Regions from separate parts of the Sus scrofa genome. Here region 1 is linked to region 2. Evidence: chromatin contacts called from public Hi-C data. All regions are on one chromosome and are shown on one strand. Each heading gives the region's core, a stretch centred on a gene start, on an enhancer-like site or on the middle of the called end of the contact. The rest is flanking DNA. Distances are from core to core; before and after follow the strand shown.

Evidence for each region. A called contact is a pair of places that touch in the nucleus more often than the background predicts.
Region 1: a Hi-C map of skeletal muscle shows a contact between it and region 2, with 2.7 times the contacts expected there. The contact joins the enhancer-like site here to the promoter of CORO2B in region 2. A contact is called at or near these places in 4 of 47 Hi-C or Micro-C datasets (brain, heart right ventricle, skeletal muscle and 1 more) and 1 of 2 datasets of contacts at active chromatin or transcription factors (skeletal muscle).

What each region holds. Positions count from the first base shown.
Region 1 is chr1:166,537,661-166,541,298 of Sscrofa11.1, forward strand. It overlaps CORO2B (coronin-2B), which reads left to right. Exons shown (of 12, transcript XM_003121757.5): 2 at 1,192-1,392. Among named protein-coding and RNA genes, the nearest start is that of CORO2B, 74 kb to the left of the region's middle. Within about 2 kb of position 2,046, at least 18 of the 83 cell types and tissues checked have an H3K27ac peak or open chromatin away from gene starts, as enhancers often do. A contact at or near this core is called in brain and skeletal muscle, where this site is marked.
Region 2 is chr1:166,464,591-166,468,314 of Sscrofa11.1, forward strand. It overlaps CORO2B (coronin-2B), which reads left to right and starts at 1,280. Exons shown (of 12, transcript XM_003121757.5): 1 at 1,280-1,655. The coding sequence starts at 1,641.

The DNA of each region.
Region 1 (3,638 bases), core at 796-3,295, 74 kb after region 2:
CATTGAACTTGGATGCATGTCTGTCAGAAGAGCACCTACTTGGGCTCCATCTGCCGTGGCACCTATTCATAGGGCTTCCCATAGGAGGTGCCATCCTACAGTAAAGCTGGACTCCCTGGTGGGCTGCCCATCCTGTCCTCCACCACCCACTCGTGCACATCTGTGTTCTCCATGGTGTATGCAGTCAGGCCCAGTTGGTCAGTAATTGGACCCTGTATCACGGATGATGGGGGGGAGGATGCCATTATATTCTCTAGGACAGGGGCTCACAAACGTCAGTGAGCTTCTCTCCCACTGGGGTGGGGAAGCTGGACTAAAATGCCTATTTCTGGGCCCCATTCTCAAAATAATTGGATTCAGTAGGTCTGGACTGGGACCCAGGAATCAGCATTTCTAACAAATGATGTGAGCAGCTCAGAAACCTCCCCCACCGTGGGTGATTTTGATACAGGTGATCTGTGAGACACACATTGAGAAACCTTGCTCCAAAGGCAGAGGAAAGACTCTGATTTCCAGTCAGGAGGCTTGTGTTCCTGGCCCTACTCATTAGCTGTGTGGCCTTGAACAGGTCACTTAACCTCTCTGGGTCTGGTGATGATGATGATGATGATGATGATGATGATGTATAGAACTAAGAGATTTCTGAGGATGCACTTGTGGATTAGAAGCCTTCGAGAGACTCAGAGGAGGGTATGCTAGTGGGTGGTCGTGTTGCACATAGAGGGGGCCATCTTCCTCCCGGACCCCTCATTGTCAGAAGTGTTCTCTCTCTGGGTGAGCACCCTGCCTCCTCTGTCTGCACCTCCCATACTAAATCAAGCAAAGTTTCTGACATGCAAGAGGCAGCCCAGACATGTTGTTGGGTAGATGGTCTGCTCTGTCACATGGCCCGTCCCTTGGGAGTGAGAGGACCCGCCATCCTTTCTGCAAGGTATTTTACTGAAAGCAGGACACGAGTGAATGCCCTCATGCCACTTGCTGCTCTTTTGGGCTTTGCTGAAAGAGTGGTTCTTCCAGGCACTCAATTCTTGGAGGCCCCTTTCCCGCTTCCTACATGCTGCGGGTGGGCACTGGGCCTTGCTCACCCACCCCCTGCACCCCTGGAGACCAGCTTCCCTCCTGCGCGTGCTCAGCCCAGCCCTTCAGGAGGCAGTGGCCGGCCTGACCCTTGTCTCTCCTGGCCCCTCACAGATGTCCTGGCGTCCGCAGTACCGCAGCTCCAAGTTCCGGAACGTCTACGGCAAGGTGGCCAACCGGGAGCACTGCTTCGACGGCATCCCCATCACCAAGAATGTGCATGATAACCATTTTTGCGCCGTCAATGCCCGTTTCCTGGCCATCGTCACCGAGAGCGCAGGAGGTGGCTCCTTCCTCGTCATCCCTCTGGAGCAGGTAGGAGCCCCACAGCTCCCCAGCCCTCGCTGCAGCCCCAGGGTGGAGAGAAGCCCTGTTTGGTCACCGTTGGGCTTGTTGCCCCTATTTCTCTCTGCCTCTTTCTTTTTACTTTCTCATCATGTATCCAGTAGCTGTGCTTTCCCCAGGGTTTTCCTGGAAGTCACCAGAACAAGTACAGGCCAAGATCCAAGAGACCTGGTTCTATTCCCAGAGCTCCCCGAACTTGAACAGATCACTTGCTTTGGGGTACATGGGGTTCCCATGAACCCCGAGGGATCGCATCATCTGATCTCCAAAGTCAGATCCAGCTTTACAATTCCGTGTCCTGGATGTCCTTTTGGCTTGGAGCTGGAGGGGATAAAGAGCCAGCACAGGCACGCTAGGCATCTGCAAAAATGGCACACTTGTTAAAAAACAACTTTTTGAGCTCTCCATTGAGGGACTAGAAATAATTTACCTTCTCCATCATCCCCCCATCTCCCCTCTAAAAGCTTTCCTCCCCCTTCTGTGGCTGCCTTCGTGAATAGAGCAAATTAAATCTGCAGAGCCTAGATCATGAAATTTTGAAGCTCTGCCATTCAGGCAGAGTCCCTGGAGGCCCGTGGGAGGTCACACGCCTCAGGGAAAGTGCTCGCTGTCAGTCCCGCTTGTTTATGGCTGAGCTCTCCCTCCCCGGCCTGACTCATCTCCCCTCCCACCCTCCGAGGAACGCTCAGGGAGAGGAGGAGGTACACGCCAAAGGAGGCCTTGGTGCTCCAAACCCTCAGCGGGTGGTGGAGGGTGGATTTTTCCAGTCTCACGTACCCCACCATGGGGGAGCACACATTTAGGAAAGCTTTAGGTCAGATCCTCCCTTACACCGAAGGGGGCAGATGCAGTGACAGTGACTCAGAGCCTGATGCACAGAGAGGTCCAAGGAGCTGAGGACCTAGCGGCAGGAAGTCTAGGTTCTAGTGGGGCTCTGCCAATCACCAGGATTGTGACCCCAGACATGTCACTTAACCTCTCTGCACTTTATTTTCCTGTGATGGTAAATAGTTCCCTTCCACCTGCATCACAATGTTGGCATCGAGGCAGGTAATGGACAGAAAGCTCCTTGAGAACCACATAACATGTTAAAGATATTTGGGTACCTTTTGGGGAGTATCGTTAGCTCTACTTGTCGACTTGGCAAATGCCCTCAGCAGCTCTGTGTATTGGGAAGGATTCTGAAATGTAGCTTGCCTCCTCTCCTGGGCCAGATGGGCTCAGATATCTGTCCACTCAGGGAGCAGCTCAGCTCCAGCTACTGCAGGCCTGCAGGTCCCCAGCAACATGTGGGCTGGTTCTTCCTGGGGCTCCAGCCCATTGCCGGCACCCTGCCATATTCCTCTACATGGCTTTCAAAGGTCACCAGTCAATGCCTCACACCATCACAAAAATTAATTCCAGATGGACTGACTATCTAAACATTAAAAAATAAAAAGAAAAGCTGCAAATGTATTAGAGGAAAATAAGGTATTTTTAAAATGACACAAGAAGGAAAGGCTTCCTAAGCCAGATAAGAATCCATAAAACCATAAAGGAAATGATTAATAGATTAGAATAAATTTTTTAAAAGATAATTTTTGTACTTCAGTGAGACATGTAAGCAAAATTAAAAAGCAAGCTACATAATTGGGTAGAATATTTTCAATATATAACAGATGAAAGATGCATGTCCAGAATATACAAAGAGTTAAGAAAAACCAATAAGACAAAGGACCCAATAAAAAAAAGAAAAAGAACCCAATAGAAAATGGGCAAAGAATATGAATAAACAAGTCACAGAAAATAGTATATACCTTTTTTTTTTTTTTTTTTTTTTTTTTTTGTCTTTTTAGGGCCGTGCCTGTGGCATATGGAGGGTCCCAGGCTAGGGGTCTAATTGGAGCCACAGCTGCCAGCCTATGCCACAGCCACAGCAATGCCAGATCCAAGCCACATCTGCAACCTACACCACAGCTTACGGCAATGCTGTATCCTCAACCCACGGATCAAAGCCAGGGATGGAACCCGAAATTCCACGGTTCCTAGTCAGATTCATTTCTGCTGCACCACAGTGGGAACTCCACAAAATATATCTTTTACACTACTAAGTAGAAAAAGATTTAAAAGAGTCATAGTTGTTGGTATTGCCAAATGTGTGAGAGAGCAGGCACTCAAATATACTGTAAATGTGTTTGATGTATTTATTTATTTTTATATTGGTTTATTTTGCTTTA
Region 2 (3,724 bases), core at 30-2,529:
ATCTTGGGTAGGTCCCTGCCACTCTCTGAGTCTGTTCACTTGTCAGCAAACTGAGGATGGTAATTCCTTCCTCATACTATTATTGCATTTAGGACTACAGGAGAAAATGTAAATAAAAGTAGCATAGTGATCCACAAAGAGCTCTACAGCTGCTGATTATCATTGCTGCTCTCAACAGTGGCCTCTTTGAAGGAAGGCCTCCCCGCTCCTCTCTGTTCTTCTGGCACCTTAAACACAGAACAGGTGCTCCTACCACGTCCACAAAGTCGTCTAATTAATTGAGTTGTACAGTCACGCGGGAGCAGGAAGCCAGCACTTCCGCGCGTGGAGGGACTTGCGATGCGTGGCAGATCCCTCCGCCTCCATCTTCGCAAGCCCCTCCCCTCGCCAGTCGCAGCGGTTTAGAATCTCTCAAAACCGGTCTACTCAGGTCCTCCAGAGGAGGGCTTCTTTAGGAAGACCTGCGGGGACACTTTCAGAGGATCATTCCTCAAGTCCCTGCAACAGCTCCAAGATATGGAGTTACCCAGGTCAGGATTAGTTCACCAGAGAGGACACACCTGTGGTGTTTCCCCAGCGCAGCGCTCTACCCAAGCTTGTGCAGACACTCCTGGGGCGGGCCGTCCAGTCTCCAGAACTCAGCTTTTATAACAGGGGGGATCCGCAGAGAGCTTGCGGCGACGCGGAAAGGGGGCTTCCCGAGAAACGCCAGCCCGGCTGTGTGCCATTGTGCAAGTCACTTCCCACTCCGGCCCTCAGTTTCCTCCTCTGTAGAATTGTCTCTGAGCCCCTCTGGGCCGTCCCCGGCTGCAGGAATGAGACTCGAAGGAGTGTTTGTGTCGCTCCATCCCGTGCCCCTCATGCCCGGTCTGCTCGAGGCGGGGTTGCGGGCCGAGCTCCCAGGCGGGCGGCTGCCACGCCCTCTCCGCCAGCCGTGCCGCGCTCCAGGCCCGCGGGCCGACTTTCCGAACCTCCAGCGCGGGAGCCCGGCAGTCTTCTCGGCCCACGCGGCGCCTGGGCCGTCTAGTGTGTGACTTCACCAGCGCTCGGGGCCCAACAGGGCACCGAGAGCCCGAGTCGCCGCCCACCCCCACCGCAGTCGGCAGGTGCCAGGACTCAACCCCCTCCAGCCGCGTGGCGGCCGCGGGCCTGAAGGGGTTAAGGCCGCGGGCCTGGGTGCCGGCCCCAGGCTTCGGGAGCGGCGGTGCCCCGCGGCCGGCGACCAAGCCCGGGAGGCGCGGGGTAAGGCGGCAGGCGGCTTGCGCTTCCTCCTCCTCCTCCTTCCGCCTCCTCCTTTGTAGCGAGTTCCCGGCCCCTCTTCCTCCCCCCGCCCCCCAGCCCGGGCCCTCTCCCTCGCTCCCTTTCTTCCTGCCTCGCCTTCCTGCGGCGAAGGAGGCTCATCTATTATAAATGCACATTCGGGGCTGACATCAGCGAGGAGCGGCGGGCGAGCGCCGACGAGCGGTCCCTGCGCGCTGCCCGCCCGGAGCGCGGCCCCCAGGCTCTGCTGAGCCTCCCGCGGGGCGCGGGGAGCGCGCCGAGCCGCGCAGGACCCCCTTCCCGCCTCCGCCTGGGGCCCCCTGCGGACCCCGGCCGCCGCCCCTGCACGCCGCGCTCCCGCACCGCCCCGGAGTTTCTGCATGACTGTCACAAAGGTAAGCAAGCGTCCTTCGCCCGCCGCGCCCGGGACCCGCTGGCGCTTGCAGCCCCCTGCCTGGGCTGCGGGGGGCGCGGGGGTGTGGGCGTGGGGAGGGGGCACTGGTGTCGGGAAGGTGCGGCGTGCGCCTCTCTTGCTCCCCCCAGTCGCTCGAGTCGCTCTGGCCCCCGAGGACTGCGTAGGGAAGGGGGAGGATGCCGCTTTCGCAGGGACTAGTGTTTAGGCAGGATCCCTTGCACCGACTCAACCGAGACTCACCAGGGCTGCATTTTTAACCCTTGTTTAGGATGCTGCATTTTTAACCCCTGGAGAGCAGTATGGGGCAGCTCCGTGGTGTTCTCTGTTGGAGCGCGCCGCAGGGAGCGTCGCTGGCAGTGACATGCGGTGTGTAGTGGGTGTGGGAATGGGCTTGCCTCCCAGAGAGGGCCAGCGGAGGTGAAAGCCCACCTGCCGGGCTCTGCCGCCCATCCCAGGAACTCTGGCACCACTCCAAAGGCAGTCTGTGGAGTAGGCGCTCCCCAGTCCTGGGAGTTGCTTCTGCAGTGATAGGAACCTTTCTGCAGTGCCCGGCTTCAAGATCTGGGGAGGCACTGTGGCAGGGAAGGGAGCGGCACACATTCTGGCAGCTCCCATATTGGAGGAGAGTTCTTGGACCTCATCAGAGAGGCCCAGGTTTACCCCAGAGACTTCGGGAGGCTCCTCACTGTGGGGAAAAAGAGTCAAGTGGAAAGCAGATCTGGATATTGCAAAGAGCCCAGGGTTTAGGAGACTGAGTTCACTTCCCAGCACTACCCCAAATCCCCTGGGTGACCTTGGCTGGGGGGGCCTCTGCTCTGGATTTCAGTTTCCTCCTGTGGAATGTGACGATAGATAAGGATGATAAAATGGACACTGGGGGTGGTGATGGGCAGTTGAAAAACCAATAAGATCAAGGGTGAGAACCCACAGTTTTCTGAGAACTCTGACAGGATAAGGAGCTCACAGCCTGGCCTTGGCCTTGGGTTTGGTGAGCCATGTTCTGAAGGCCAGACTCCACCAGCTGCTCTGCTGTCTCTCAGAATTGGAGAGCTGGAGGCCAAAGTGGGAAGGGCAGCTTGTTTGTGGTCAGAGCAGTGGGCCAGATGGTGGGTCAGCCATGGTAGTGTTGGGAGGGGTGGTTCTGGCTCCATCTGATAAACCAGGGGCTACCTCTGCCCGCATGAGATCTGCCATAAGACAGCATGTTCATTCAGGGTCTTTGGGCTCAATTCCAAAAGAGGGTCTTGGAATCATTGCAGAAAGGTGAACTTGGGGGCTGGGGGGCGGGGGCTACCTTAGCTGGGGCTACTATTGGCAGGGCTGCTATGACCCACAGGGAGCAGGATGCTTAGTGTTTTAAACTGATACAAAATGCTGTTTGGCTGGGAAGGATTACTGTCATTAAGGTTATTAATATCAAAGACGTAAGCCGGGCAGAGCAGAAGAGTAATGGATGGATCTGGATGAAAGAGAAAGGATGTGAAATTTGTAATAATAGAACTGAGATTTGACTCCATGCCTTCCTCTGCCTCTTCATATACATGAGCTCAGGCAGCCTTCCTTCCCAGGAGGCCTGCAAGGAAGGTGTGTTCAGGCCGCTCTAACTGAGAAAGAAGCTGAGGCTCAGAGAGGTAAAGTAACTTGCCTGAGGTCACACAGTAAGTAGCAGAGCTGAGGTTTGCCCTCAGGTGTGTTTCAATCAACTGCCTGTAATCTTTCCATTGCCCTCACCTGGGAGACTGGGTGATTCTAGGGGTAGAGGGGCACTGCTTAGAGGCCTTGGCCCTGGGCTGGGGAGTCCATGAAGGTGAGTTCCTGTCTGTTAAACCCCCTGGTAGGCCTGGCCTCTTGGTATCCAGTGATTATTCACTAATGTGACCCCTCCCCCACATCTCCACCAAATCCCTCTGTGTCTCTCTTCCTGCTATAACCGGTATGGCACCAGTTTAAGCCAGCTCATCGGATTAAATAAAATCCCTACCTTAACCCTATCTTCTCTTTCCTTGTCAGCCCTTCACAAACTAGTGGTGTTCCTGTGGGGAGGGCTGG